2 separate regions of the Arabidopsis thaliana genome follow, and region 1 is linked to region 2. A link is a contact called in public capture Hi-C data. All regions are on one chromosome and are shown on one strand. The core of a region is the stretch at or near the end of the contact, and the rest is flanking DNA. Distances in the headings are between cores, read along the strand shown.

Region 1 (6,406 bases), core at 3,322-5,821, 140 kb before region 2:
CGAACAATAATGCAAGTGAGATCAATATTCTGCTGGTTCTCATAATCTGCGGCAGAACTAACTGAATCTATATCTTCTTGCCTCTAAGCACTCTCCCACTTTAAGAATCAAGTCATCTTCCTCAAATTTCTTGGCATCTGAATCCTTTGCAAGTTTACCCTGTACAAAAAGAGGGAAGAGATAAATCATAAAAGCAATAACAAGGACGTGCTACGAAATAAAAATAATATCCTATGCAGAACTTTGTATTGAATGGTGAAGTAAAAAATAGTACATACACGAGTCTCTTGAAGATTGTACTGAACGCATGAGTAGAAGGCTAGTTTATCATCCTTGTTCACAAAATTGTGAAGAGCAACATCCAGATCGTTAACTGGAAGGATCTCCATTTTCTGCGGAAGAAAATAGAATGATCATCCCATAGTGTACTCATGCCCATTTGGTAACTACCCAAGTCTATATCATTCTGTGGCAAAGTTCTACAGGGGTTGACGATAATAACACAATCATAAGGAAAGAAGGTTGCAGGATGTACCAGGTTGCTTTCAGCTACTAAAGCTTCTATATTCTGCTGGTTCAGTTCTTCTGGACGAAGCCGCTCAGAATCATCGATGTTGGCTGTGAAATGGAAGATTGAAATATATCATAACTGGATCACTGGACAACCATCAGGACATGCATCATTGCCATTCAATTCACTAGACAAAAAAATTATCAAAATGGCAAATTTCCAATATATACTAACTAGAGATAATCCATAAGATTCGCAAAATTTTGATGCTATAGGTTACACACGAAGAAACATGAACTATAACAAGAAAAGTGGAACAGAAAGAAAATTAACACTCAATACATCAATATCAAGCTCCACACAACAGAAAGTTAGTAGTCATGATATATATGACGAGAATTATAATACCGACAATAAAACAACAAAGGAGGTTATCATAGGCCCATATTGTTCTACATTACTATATCTCAGATACACTACTTAACCGTAATTTTTGCCAGATAAGCTATTACAAGTTAGAGTAAAAGCACGTGCATCAATCTAATCCAAACAAAATTGTATAAATTACTAGTACACCAATGCCCTTACCTTCGCTCCGACCCTTCTTAGAAGCCTTGGAAAATATCAAAATGTCCTGGGGATTTGCAACCTGTAAGTGTTTGGGACTTTGTCATTAGTTAGCCAACATTCAAAGAAGTATGGTGACCATCATGTTACAGTAACTAATTTCTAGGTACCTTTCCCACATATTTCTGTCCAAATCTTTGAGGATTTATCGTCATAAATCCAGAATAATCTACCTGAAAGATGAAGCAGATCTTAGTCTTTTGTCAGTCATTTAATATTCTTAATAACAATTATCTGTTTGTGGCTATGGGTGTGCATGCATCAAACTGGCAAAGCCTAGCCTCTAGAGTTGGGTTAGAAAATAAAGGTTTAATTATATGAGTGTTGCTAGAATTTGCAGCAGTTTGAAGAAAACTTGGAAACAAGTTACCTTGATTCGAACCAATGGGAGTTTGATCTCTGATCTGTTAACAGCTTTTTTGCTAGCTTTCTCTATTAGATTTCTGACCTAACAATTTTGTAGATATTAGTAGAGACATTCAGTGACTGGTTATTCAAAAAGGGCAGGAGAAAAGATATCCACATGAACTATGAGAAGAGGGAATAGGTACCACTTTATCCAAGTGTTCCAGAATTGAGTTTTGATCATTGGGATCAATATCACTTTCATCCTTTAAAACAATCTGCACTTTGAAAATATGTAAGCAAAGAAGTCTGCCACCACCATAACATATTAAGGAAAAGTAAACTTTACCTCTGTATACTCAAAAGGCCTCACAGATGTCAAAGGTATCTTCGTAGGACGATATTGATTTCCCTGTAAGTCATATATTTTAAGTCACTCAAGCTTACATGCTTGATTGAAAAGGAGGAAAAAAGACCAGAAAATGAAGTACGAATAAAGTGAAGATGAAATTTCAGATTGTTTGCTGAAGAACCTTGATTTCTAAGAGAAGAACATGTTTTGGCTTCGATTCCCCATCAATAAGTGATGTTGCCACAGAAGATCCTGGTTGTGTGATGTGGAAGCCCATTCCAGATACCTCCTTCAAAAGTTTAATAGCTTTTAGCTCAAAGAGGCAAGTAACATTGTGGCTCACTCTTATTTAAATGCAATAACTCCAAAAATCAAATTTTTCATGGACCTGGGGGTCGATTAGGCATTCATGCTCATGGCCCCACACAATGAAGTCGAGGAAACGTGGAAGAAAGTGCTCACTTATTGCATTTTTGGGGTTTGATTTCACCCTGCAAGTCATATGAATACAGTATCAAATTTTCTGATACAGAATGAGTAAGAAAACGATCTAAAAGATGTTATAGCAATGGAATCAACCTATTTTGATGAAGCACCAGAATGTTGAACCAGTCAGAAACATCACATCCTTCTTGAACTTCAGGCCTCATCCATTGGACAGCATGTGGGGTCTGTGAAACCAATAAATATTAACACAATTAACAATTGTATAGCAAAAGGTGAGGGTCCTCTGGATTACCTGAAACATTCTATTGAGACGTTCATCCCTGATGTTTCCTAAACCATAGAGAGCCACGGTTGTTGAGCCCTAAACATTAATTTGATTAAATGATAGTCCAAGAAGTCAGGGGGAGCCAGGTGTCTAGGTTAGAAATTCTTTACACCAACCTTCTTCATAAGTATAGGGTAGAGAGTAATCTGGCCAACACCAGAACCACCAAGAACCATCTTTCCAAAATAGTTCACAAGGTTGCATGCGGAAAGAATATCAATTGCAGAAAGATTGTCCTGTAGCCATAAGAGACATAGAACAAAAACACAATAAAATACCTATTCACTAACTAATCCAGTTCTATATACCTATTCAAATGAGTTTGCATAACAAGAGCATGCAGATGTAAGTGATGTACCACTCCGGCTGGATCATCATGGTTTCCATGAATACTGAACACGGGCAAGCCTACATTGAAGTGTGGATCCTCGTAATTGACTTGACCAAACCTGTAGCCAGAAAATAATGTCAAGGGATTAATAAGAATACGTAGATCTATACACGAATTTGAGCCAATTTGCCAATTAATTAGTTCAGTTGAAATTATTTCCTGTTATGATTAGATTAATAGCAGAAAGGATAGAGTCTCACGCATTCTGAAAATTTACTGTCTGGTCGCTGACTACTTGAAACTGCACTGGTTTATCATTCAGACAGTGGCGACGAAGAATTTCAATGGCTTTAACTAACGTAGTTCTAGAGGGTTTATTCTCATGAAAAAGATCACCTCCGAGGAGTAAGAAGTCCACCTGTTTCAAAAGAGTGAAAAAAGAAGATATGAAACTTTCTGAGAATTCTTCCTCGCAATTGGTTGAATTTTTGTTAAAATTAGGTAGAACACTGTTTACTACTCATAATATTGGGAGAAGATTTTTATTTAAGATAATATGTTAGATGATTCAAACGCAAGATAATACTGGCAAGGGATAGATACTGAATACCAGACCTGTTTCTCCTCAGCTATAGAACATATCTCTTCGAAAGCCTTAAATGAATCATGCCGCCTAATTTCATCCTTCTCCATGTAGCCCAAGTGGCAATCAGTTGCAACAAGTACTCGAAGTGTATCACTAAAATCCTCCCTGTCAAGTTTTACAATCATACACTGACACTCATAAGTTTTTCAAAAAACAAAATGAAAAAAAAAAATTGTTCATTTCAATAAAGCTTTAGACATCTAGTTTTCCTATAGTCAGTATCCATTAATACACAGCTGGCGCAGCATATATATCAGAGTTAAACATGTATAAATATATCCATGAAAGAGTGTAAAGACAAATCCAAAAGCTGACCTAGACATGATGCCAAGTGTTTGCAGCTCAGTAAGTAAACCTGAAAAAGACCAAAACGAAAAATTTACATGATCTCATACTAAGAAAAGTAATCTCAGATAAGAATCAAGCACATATCTTTGATTGAATCCATTCAGCCTTTATTACTAAAACATACTGAAAAAAAGCTAAAACCCTAAAGAATGTGGATTTGATAAACCAAAATCGTCATTTAGTTCCTAAAAACAACAGAAATCAGGTCTGAAATTGATTCTATGAATAGAAAACCTAAGTAACAAAATCAAAACCCGAGGATCAAAATCACTCGGATTTGAAAGCGAAAATGTACTTCAAAGTTGGCTAGAAAATTAGAAATTAAACAGTTTCAATACTATAAAATGAAGCTCCACTAAAGGATTTCTCCTAAATCCGAAAGCCACTAACCAAATTTAATCACTAGGACTGTTTCGAGAAATTTCTTTAGTTCTCGCATTTTCTCAGCTGTGTGGAAAATAGAACCCTAACCTGGTATTCAAACGGATTAAAGTGAACCGACGGAGCTCCGGTGACCGGAAATAGAGAGAATCCGACGGAGGTAAGCGAGACTATGATTAGGAGAGACAGGCGCGGGGAATTTCAAAGCGAGAGGCGACAGAGAGAGAGTGAATGACCAAAAATTTAGGGAGACGAAAGTTCTAAAGGAATATATATTTACATGTATGGTCCCTCTTTTAGTTTCGTTTTGTCTTAATATACCCAAACTTTAAAATGTTATACGGTTTGATTATTCATGAAAATCAAACGGTTCATAATTGGTTTGGTTCTGGTTTTTTCCAACTCGAGGCCACTATAAATGCTTCACCCAATCTTAAAAATGGGCTTAAGGCCTCGGCCCATTTTATTTTATTTTGCTTTTATATATTATTAATATCATGATAAATAGAGGGAAAATAACTAAAATAATTCAGGAAATATGCCAAAGAGAATAACAGCGAATATGTATAGAGAAACGGTCTAAAAACAATTTGATATAATAATAATGAAAGAGAGATAAAAGAGTGAGAAGATGGAATATGAGGTGGGGAGAGGTTAGAGAGAGTGATGGTTAGAATTGCCATATGTAAGAGATGTACTTATTCTAAGAAATGACAAATTACTATGTTGGAGTTTAGTGAACAAAGAAGCTCAAAATACTTTTATTACATAACAACCCAACAAAAATGAACATTTCATGTGACTCATGCCAAACACATATCTTCTATCTTCCACTTTTTTCTATTATATAATTCGTTTTTATATGCTGAATTAATAAACTCCATGTGCTTAAGAATATATGAAATAAGTATACTGTTTACTGAAGTTTTTGTGTGTCGCTAAAATTCATTACGTCACTCACATATCCAAATTATCATGCATGAATCCAAATCAAGCATGCATACAGATTAACCCTATTTGGTCTTGTTGTCTACGAGTTGGTAAAAACCAGTCCTAAATTTATCGCTTTCTCATTTGATTATATTATATGAGCACCTATTTCTTCTCGAAAAAATTGCGTCTATCTAATGAATACAATGTCTAGTGTTTTGTTTTAACAGTGTTATGTTCACTGTTGAAACCGTTATTCTATTCAAGTTAATGTATCGGTAAAAGTATATATACACATGTATATAGTGGTTTATTCTTCAATTAATAAATATTGCACATCTCTTAGATACAATTAGCTTATATGGTACAATTTCAGTTTTCTGTTAGTATTTTTGTTTCAGCTGTTTTTTTTTTTACTAATTTAACGGGATCAATAATGATGATATCATACATTATTGAATCGACAAGGATCACATTCAACATCTAGATGTTTGTTTGCTTCTTATATTATATATATGGTACAAAAAGCTCTGAAAAAAAAAATAAGAAGAAAAAAGAGTTCAAAATCCTTAAGGAAAAAAATTCCTTCGATGGCGAAAGAAAATAACAAAACGTATTATCAAGAAAAACAAAAGTACCAAAACTTGTTTCCTTTTTTTTCTTAAAAAAAGACTCTCTCTCTATTTATTTGCTTCGAACGTATCTACGATTCTACGAATGAGACCAAACTATTCAAACTCATTATGCTTTTACGTTTGTCAAATTACATGAACACCCCTTAGCCTCAAGTTTTGACTGGGATACCAAAAAAAAACTAAACACTGACTTTTAACTTTCATTATTTGTAGAAATGATTATAGAAGAAACAAAAGGACTCATTTGTATTTCAAGAAGTTGTTTTTAGTGTTTAATCAAATACTACTGGCATTAGTGTTCATTTTGTTTTTAGCTAGGTGTTCTTTTTTCCCTTGCAAACTCTATATTAAAGATAGTGTTTTAGGCATTTCCTAACATATAGAAAGACTACAACTGTTCTTTGTCTTTACATTTCTTTTGTATTCATAACTTAGAATGATCCTTCACTTTCCATGTTTGGTACATGAATGTTACATGTTTGTGCTTATAATTGCTGGTCGTTGCTACTAATCAATTACTTTCAATCG
Region 2 (6,706 bases), core at 3,104-5,603:
ACATATACGTCTTGCTAAATGGCAAAATTTCATGATGTTTTAGCTAAAGGAATATATGTACACATTTGTATGCTTATTATTTTGGGTTTCATTGGTTACATTTGCAATCACAAAACAAACTAAGGCAAATGGTATTGGTTCAAAAAACATTGACCAACATATATATATATATATATATAAGAAAAAACCCAGCTATTTACACAAAAGAACAGCTAAGTGATGATAAGAACTGACTAATTTTATCACACTATGTATATATAAAAAAGCAGAAAATTCAGCTGGCCTGACTTAAAAAATAAAAATCTTAAACCAAAAGTTACTATATTTTATTATTATTATCAGCTTCAATAACTACAACATTTAAATTTTACTTGCTTTTCTAAAAGATGTCTGATTTTTTGCCCCAAAAACAAATGTCTGATTTTGTACGTCATTACGCCCACACCGATTACGCCCAACAATTATCATGTGATTAAAACAGCTGGAAAGTTTGTGAAGAGGAAAAGAAAAATTATGCCAACTAAATCTAAATCAAAATTTCGCATATAAATCAATTGCATTCAAATGATGTGCCAACGATTTTTTTTTAAACACACATACATGTACACTTTCAAATGAATATATAAAATTAAGCATTTGAGTGTCCTATACTATTTTCAAAATTGCAGAAATACTGCTTTAGCTACATAAAGAGGTAAAAATAAGGGTTGTTTTCTTTGTCGGACTGAAACTAATTTCAAGTATTTGTAATCTTCCCAGCAAGAATATTCTCTAAATTTCTATTTATATCGAGCAATTATTACAAGAACCCTAAGTATTCAAATACAAGTACATGGCAATATGCATGTTTCGCAGCAAATGACAAAACCTGAGAGTGAAAAAATATTAAAAAACATCATCAAACTCCGACGATGATGATGGTCGTGGTCCCAACAGTATTGAACCCTCCAGGTTGTGCCAAATGGCAGATTCATAACCGTTGATGGACATGGCCGGCGAGGTAACGGCACGTGATACGAGCATGCATGCAATGTGGTTATACGTACTAATGAGTGGAGAGAGTAGGCTTGGTGCATGGAAATAGCAATCCACGCGTCGTACGGGATCGGAACTTGGTCTTGGACGATATATCATTCGATAATTCATGTATTTAAAGTTTCAGGGTAAAACATAAAAAAGAAAACTAAGAAGAAACAAGAAAAATTTAATTTGGAAAAGAGAAAGTGAATTGAGATTGGAAGGAAAATGGAAAAAAGTTAGGGCTTGGACGTTTTCAGGAAGAAAGACAGCTGCTGGTGAGCATAGGGATATGGGTCGTGATGAATGGTCTGAATCTACGATACATTCATGTACTTGGTTTTATATAGTAATACTTAAATGATTTGTCTCATAAAATTTTGAGTAATTTAGATGTATTAGATGAACAAATTTTCCTCTAATTTTAGTTTTAGGTGATACATGAATGTATAAAGTAAGCAAAAAGATTGATGGGTTTGATGGCATATTATATTTTAGCTTACCATAGTAGATAAAAATTTATAGACGACGTCAAAAGGAAAACGATAAGGTTATACCACAACTCAACATGATTAAATTTCTTTCTTTTTTCTTCTTCTGATGAATATTATTTATATAAATGATATGATACAATATGGTAAAAAAAATTTAGTATTAAATTATCTGCTTTGGTATTTGCGCTATCAATCTAAAAATCTTTTTAATATGCAAAAAATCCGACCATTCTAATGAAGAAAAAATCATCTTCACTATATCTGAACCATCTATAAAAATATATATATTTAAATTATCAGCACTAATCATATATTTTATTATTTAAACTAGAGTTTCCAAATCAATAATTTACATCATTCTTATCAATAGTTTGAAAAATATAAAAAATCTTAGTCAATTCACTTTTCATTCTTTGAGATGAATGAAATAATAAAACTTCTTCAAAATTTGTAGTATATTTTTCAGATGCAAATTTAAGCAAACGTTTCTATTGGGAACATCATCAGATAATATATACTTGTGAAAGGGATATCAAAAAACAATCATTAGTTGCTTTTGTTGACTTTTCTTGGTGACCAGTTTTGAAATGGGCCCAGTTAAGGCCCAACATATCACTTATACGGCCTCTTATTAGTTCGTAAAGAAAGAAACAGAGAGAATAGAGAGATAGAACAGTGAAGAAGAAATGGGAAGGATATTCACGGTGGAGCTTGAAGGAAGATCTTACAGATGCAGGTTCTGCAGAACCCATCTCGCTCTTCCCGATGATCTTGTCTCTCGGGTATCTTAAAGTTTCCTCCTTTAACTTAATAGCTATTCCCAAGTTCTCATATTTTTTCACATCTCTCTCTGAGGATGTTAGTTCGATTCATAATTGTAGAATTTTATGTAGGACCCTTTACAAGGTTGCTTGGTTTAGCTAGTGTTGGTTCTCATTTCTTCCCAATTATATAAAAACCATTGAGAAAACTTGTGATTGTGAAGATAATGCTGCTGATGTTGAAACTGCTTGTTGAATTTTTGGGAATTGATGTATATTACATAGAAATTCTCAAGTTTAGTGTTTTTCATATGGGTTTAACGGATAGAGATTGGGGAATTAATGTACCTGAATAAAGGGTCTGACTTGAGAGAAGAATCTTATATTTAAGCTGAACTTGTACTTAAGAGTTACTTCTACTTAAAACTCTTGTGTTAGTAGATGAAAGTTTTATAATTGAGATATGAGAAATTGAGGCAAATTAAGATTATAGTATAATGTTTTTTAAGCTTTGCTTAATGTTGACAGTAGTTTTTCTTTATATATAGAGTGTAAACCTTACTGACTTATCTTTTTTCCTCAGTCGTTTCATTGCCGTAGAGGAAAGGCTTACCTCTTCAACCGTTCGTAAGTATAAACTTACTCGATGTACTTGTTATGGACTTGTTCTGTTTCTTCAATGTCAAGCAGTATACAATGCTAGATTCTAGTATTCTGTTGCTATCAGTTTCTGTATATATAACTTGTAGATGGAAACTGTCTTTTAGCTTTTATCATCTTCTGAATCTTGCTGATTACTCCAAACTAGTGTTTTCTCTGCCTTTGCTTCAGTTTCTCTGCATCGATACAGTGTTCTTGTTTCTCTAATGCGAGGTTTTTGCAATCAGGTTGGATATGTAGTATAGCTGATTCCAATGTTAAATTTGAATTTTAGGGTGAACATAAGTATGGGTCCTCTAGAGGAAAGACTGATGCTTTCCGGTATGCACACCGTAGCTGACATTTTCTGCTGCTGTTGTGGACAGAATGTTGGCTGGAAATACGTAAATCTCACCTCTCTCTATGGTCTCACTTGCACGATTCATTAGAGCAGTTTCTGATGTCACCTTTGTTGCTTTCTTGTTTGTAGGAATCAGCGCACGAGAAAGCTCAGAAGTATAAAGAAGGCAAATTTGTTCTGGAAAGGTAATAACATCTTCTCTTCTAAAGTTCACTGGTCCGGTTTCAGCCATAAACTCTGGTTTATTGCAATCCTTTTTTTTACAGAGGAAGGATCGTGGATGAAATCGATTTATCAACTGAGGTTTATATCGATACTCATGGTAGCACAAGCGACACAGAAGATTCTTAAATGTTACCTTTTTTCTGTGTGTTTGTCAAGAGCAGAGCTTGTTAGTGTAGAAATCTGTAGCATGTTTATAGAGATGTGTATCAAACTTGTTGTGTTGTTTTTATATCTCGTAGAAATTTTATGTGAATTCGAATCTTTATTTTAAATCCAATAAAAACTCATTAAACGAATAACTCATAACACATGATTCGTATTTGGGTTCTCACTAAATGAAAAGTTTTACTAACCAATAAATCTCATAATAAATCTCATAAACTGATTGGATGATACTCCATATTTTTTACGTGTATACAAAAACAGAAACTAATTTTCTAGCAGATGAATTAGCAGACTATGTGTTTTTATTACCATTAGGTTTGAATTTAGATCAGAATTTATTTATTCGATTTTCTTAGAAAAGACTATTGAAACGGCGATCTCAAGATAGGTCGATTGTATAGTTTTTTTTTTTTTCCCCAGTAAATTGTAGGAAACTATTCTTAAGAGAAAACATAAAACCTCATAAAAGTCTTTGAGATTTTTTACCAAATTTCTTAAAGTATTTACTAACAACATCCTTAAGAAAAAAAGGAAAAGTCCTCTTCTGTTAGGTACTAATTAGGAAACTTTCTTAAAAAAGTTAGGGTTTGTCATCCAATTCCAACCAAATCAAACATTTCCTTTTTTTTTTTTTCCATTCCCATATTGATAAAATTTATTTATTTATAAGTTCAATAGCCATTAACATGTGTAAAGAGGGACAAAGCCATCATTAGTTAAAGAAGACAAAACTGTTCGTGTTCTCTCTCAAACCTTAACGATTCCTCAATTCTTTTTTGTTTTGCAGAGTAATAGAGATTAGGAGAAAGCCAAAGCGTTACCATCGAGACTCGAGAGTACAATGGGCAAATCTTCATCGTCCTCAAAGATAATCAAAGATTCGTCTAATAAGGTACTCTCTCTCTTTCTCTCTGTTTCTTATGGCTTCGTAAAGATGAGATTTTTCTAGCGATTGAATGGATTTATGACTGACCCGTTATCCTCTCATGTATTGAAATTAGATCCATGAGATTAAAAATCGAAACTTTTGATTTGATTTGTGTTAAAGTATTGATCTTTAATTAGGGATTGTTGGTTTGATGAATCATGTTACAATGTTGCAGTTGCGATCGGTGAAGAAGAAGAAGAGTAAGAGAAACAAATCAAAGAAGATTCGTCGGATTAAAGATGAGAGTGAATCAAGTGGTTCAGATTCCTCTTTGTATTCTAGTTCAGAAGATGATTACAGGAGAAAGAAGAAGCGTAGATCTAAATTGAGTAAGAAGAGGTCACGGAAGAGGTACTCTAGTAGTGAGAGTGATGATGATAGTGATGATGATCGTCTTTTAAAGAAAAAGAAAAGATCTAAGAGGAAGGATGAAAACGTAGGGAAGAAGAAGAAGAAAGTTGTGTCAAGAAAGAGACGTAAGAGAGATTTGAGTTCAAGCTCTACAAGTAGTGAGCAGAGTGATAATGACGGTAGTGAGAGTGATGATGGGAAGAGATGGTCTAGGGATAGAGGAAGAAGACTTGGTAAGGTTAAGGATTCCCGGAGTAGAAGTAGAGATGAGTTGGAAGGAGAGAGTGAAGAACCTGATGAATGCTGGCAAGGGGAAGATGAAGTTATACCTGAGAAGAATCCTAGAAGGCTTAAATCGATTGTTGTTGTATCGTATAATTATGGGAATGGTGAGAGAAAGGAAGAAGATGACCGTGATGTCTATATGACACGCGGTGGTGGCAATAGAGAGTTAGGATATAGTGAGGACTCTGATGAGATGGATGGTGAATCTATTGACTCTTATTCTAGAATTCGTGCTGATGACAACGGATTTGGGGAATATAATAAATCTGAAACTAGCAAAGTTTCTCATACAGACAATAGCTTGAAAGATGATGATTTGGAAGCCATTCTAAAGAAAAGAGCTCTGGAGAATCTTAAAAGATTTCGTGGAGTGACCCAAAAGAGTGGAATAGCTAAAAAAGAGGTGTCTTCTGTTTCAGAAGGAGAACCTATGCAAATTGAATCTGAAAAAGTTGAGTCACAAGACCATGATCTCATGGAGCAGAAACTTTGTGATTCTGCTGTAAGCAAAGATCTTGAGAATTCAGAAAAGATTTTACATGTTATTAATGTTAAGGAATCTGGAACAGCATTGGCTAATTCTGCCTCTCAACAAGATCAGCAGTCTGGTGATACTGCCAAGGTTAAAGTTAGTTCTGGTCTTAGCTCTTGTACAACCAAACGAAAGTTGGTTAGACCGGTATTGAGTAAAGATAGTTTAAATCTAGCTAGCAAGAAAGAAGCTAGTGGTAGCCAAGATGCTGAAGCAGAGAGCATTGATGGCAGTACCGTTGACAAGAATTGTTTAGAAAGTACTCTAGCTTTGGTAACAAAGAATGAAGGTGAACACATAGAACCAACAAAAGTTAGTTCTACGCTCAACGCAGAGTCTTCTTCTCATGCTGACACTGAGGAGGTAGATGAAGTCAAAGGAGGGTCTCAGTCTGAACAGAAAACAATTGATGAAACAAAAGATGAGTCACAGTACGAACAGAAAACGATGACTGTGATGAGGGGTGGAGAAATGGTTCAGGTAAAGTTTCTGCAATTCTTGAAATATTGATTTCCTTGTAGTTTCCAGGTATGTCTATTTGAGTCCTAACATTTTTCTTTTGAAATTTGTGTTCAGGTGAGTTACAAGGTCTACATTCCTAAGAAGGCCTCTTCTTTGGGTAGAAGAAAACTCAACAGGTGAAGCGACGACATGAAGATAGTCTATGTTGACAGATTTTTTGTTTCTGTAGAATTTAAATACAATGGTTATAACCAGAGTTGGTGACAACACAAATTTTATTATCATAGACTTGAAACTTTGAATACAACAATGAAGAGTTCATTAAGTTTCATATCATGTGTAGTTGTAACCTCTTACACAACTCCATTAAGGCTGATATGTTCTTAATGTCTGATGATTAGACACTTTTGTTCTTACCTTTGCTTTACTAGTGCTTTTTATGTTATTGTCTGTTTTCTGATATAACACTGAAGAAATGATTAGTTA

The links. Capture Hi-C pulls out chosen DNA fragments and counts their contacts.
Region 1: a capture Hi-C map of seedling shows a contact between it and region 2, with 2.0 times the contacts expected there. The contact joins the promoter of MRE11 here to the promoter of AT5G53930 in region 2.

Annotation. Positions count from the first base shown.
Region 1 is chr5:22,030,203-22,036,608 of TAIR10.1, reverse strand. MRE11 (DNA repair and meiosis protein (Mre11)) reads right to left here and starts at 4,571. Exons shown (of 23, transcript NM_124806.2): 1 at 4,404-4,571; 2 at 3,900-3,939; 3 at 3,554-3,689; 4 at 3,199-3,356; 5 at 2,966-3,056; 6 at 2,724-2,843; 7 at 2,575-2,643; 8 at 2,415-2,506; 9 at 2,224-2,326; 10 at 2,017-2,124; 11 at 1,833-1,895; 12 at 1,690-1,761; 13 at 1,509-1,586; 14 at 1,249-1,311; 4 more. The coding sequence starts at 3,907.
Region 2 is chr5:21,894,081-21,900,786 of TAIR10.1, reverse strand. AT5G53930 (transcriptional regulator ATRX-like protein) reads left to right here and starts at 4,353. Exons shown (of 3, transcript NM_124772.3): 1 at 4,353-4,554; 2 at 4,766-6,238; 3 at 6,335-6,555. The coding sequence starts at 4,504. The coding sequence ends at 6,400. It overlaps AT5G53940 (Yippee family putative zinc-binding protein), which reads left to right and starts at 2,156. Exons shown (of 5, transcript NM_124773.3): 1 at 2,156-2,293; 2 at 2,856-2,899; 3 at 3,207-3,315; 4 at 3,402-3,457; 5 at 3,539-3,800. The coding sequence starts at 2,198. The coding sequence ends at 3,623. It overlaps AT5G53920 (ribosomal protein L11 methyltransferase-like protein), which reads right to left. Exons shown (of 7, transcript NM_124771.3): 7 at 6,520-6,706. The coding sequence ends at 6,700.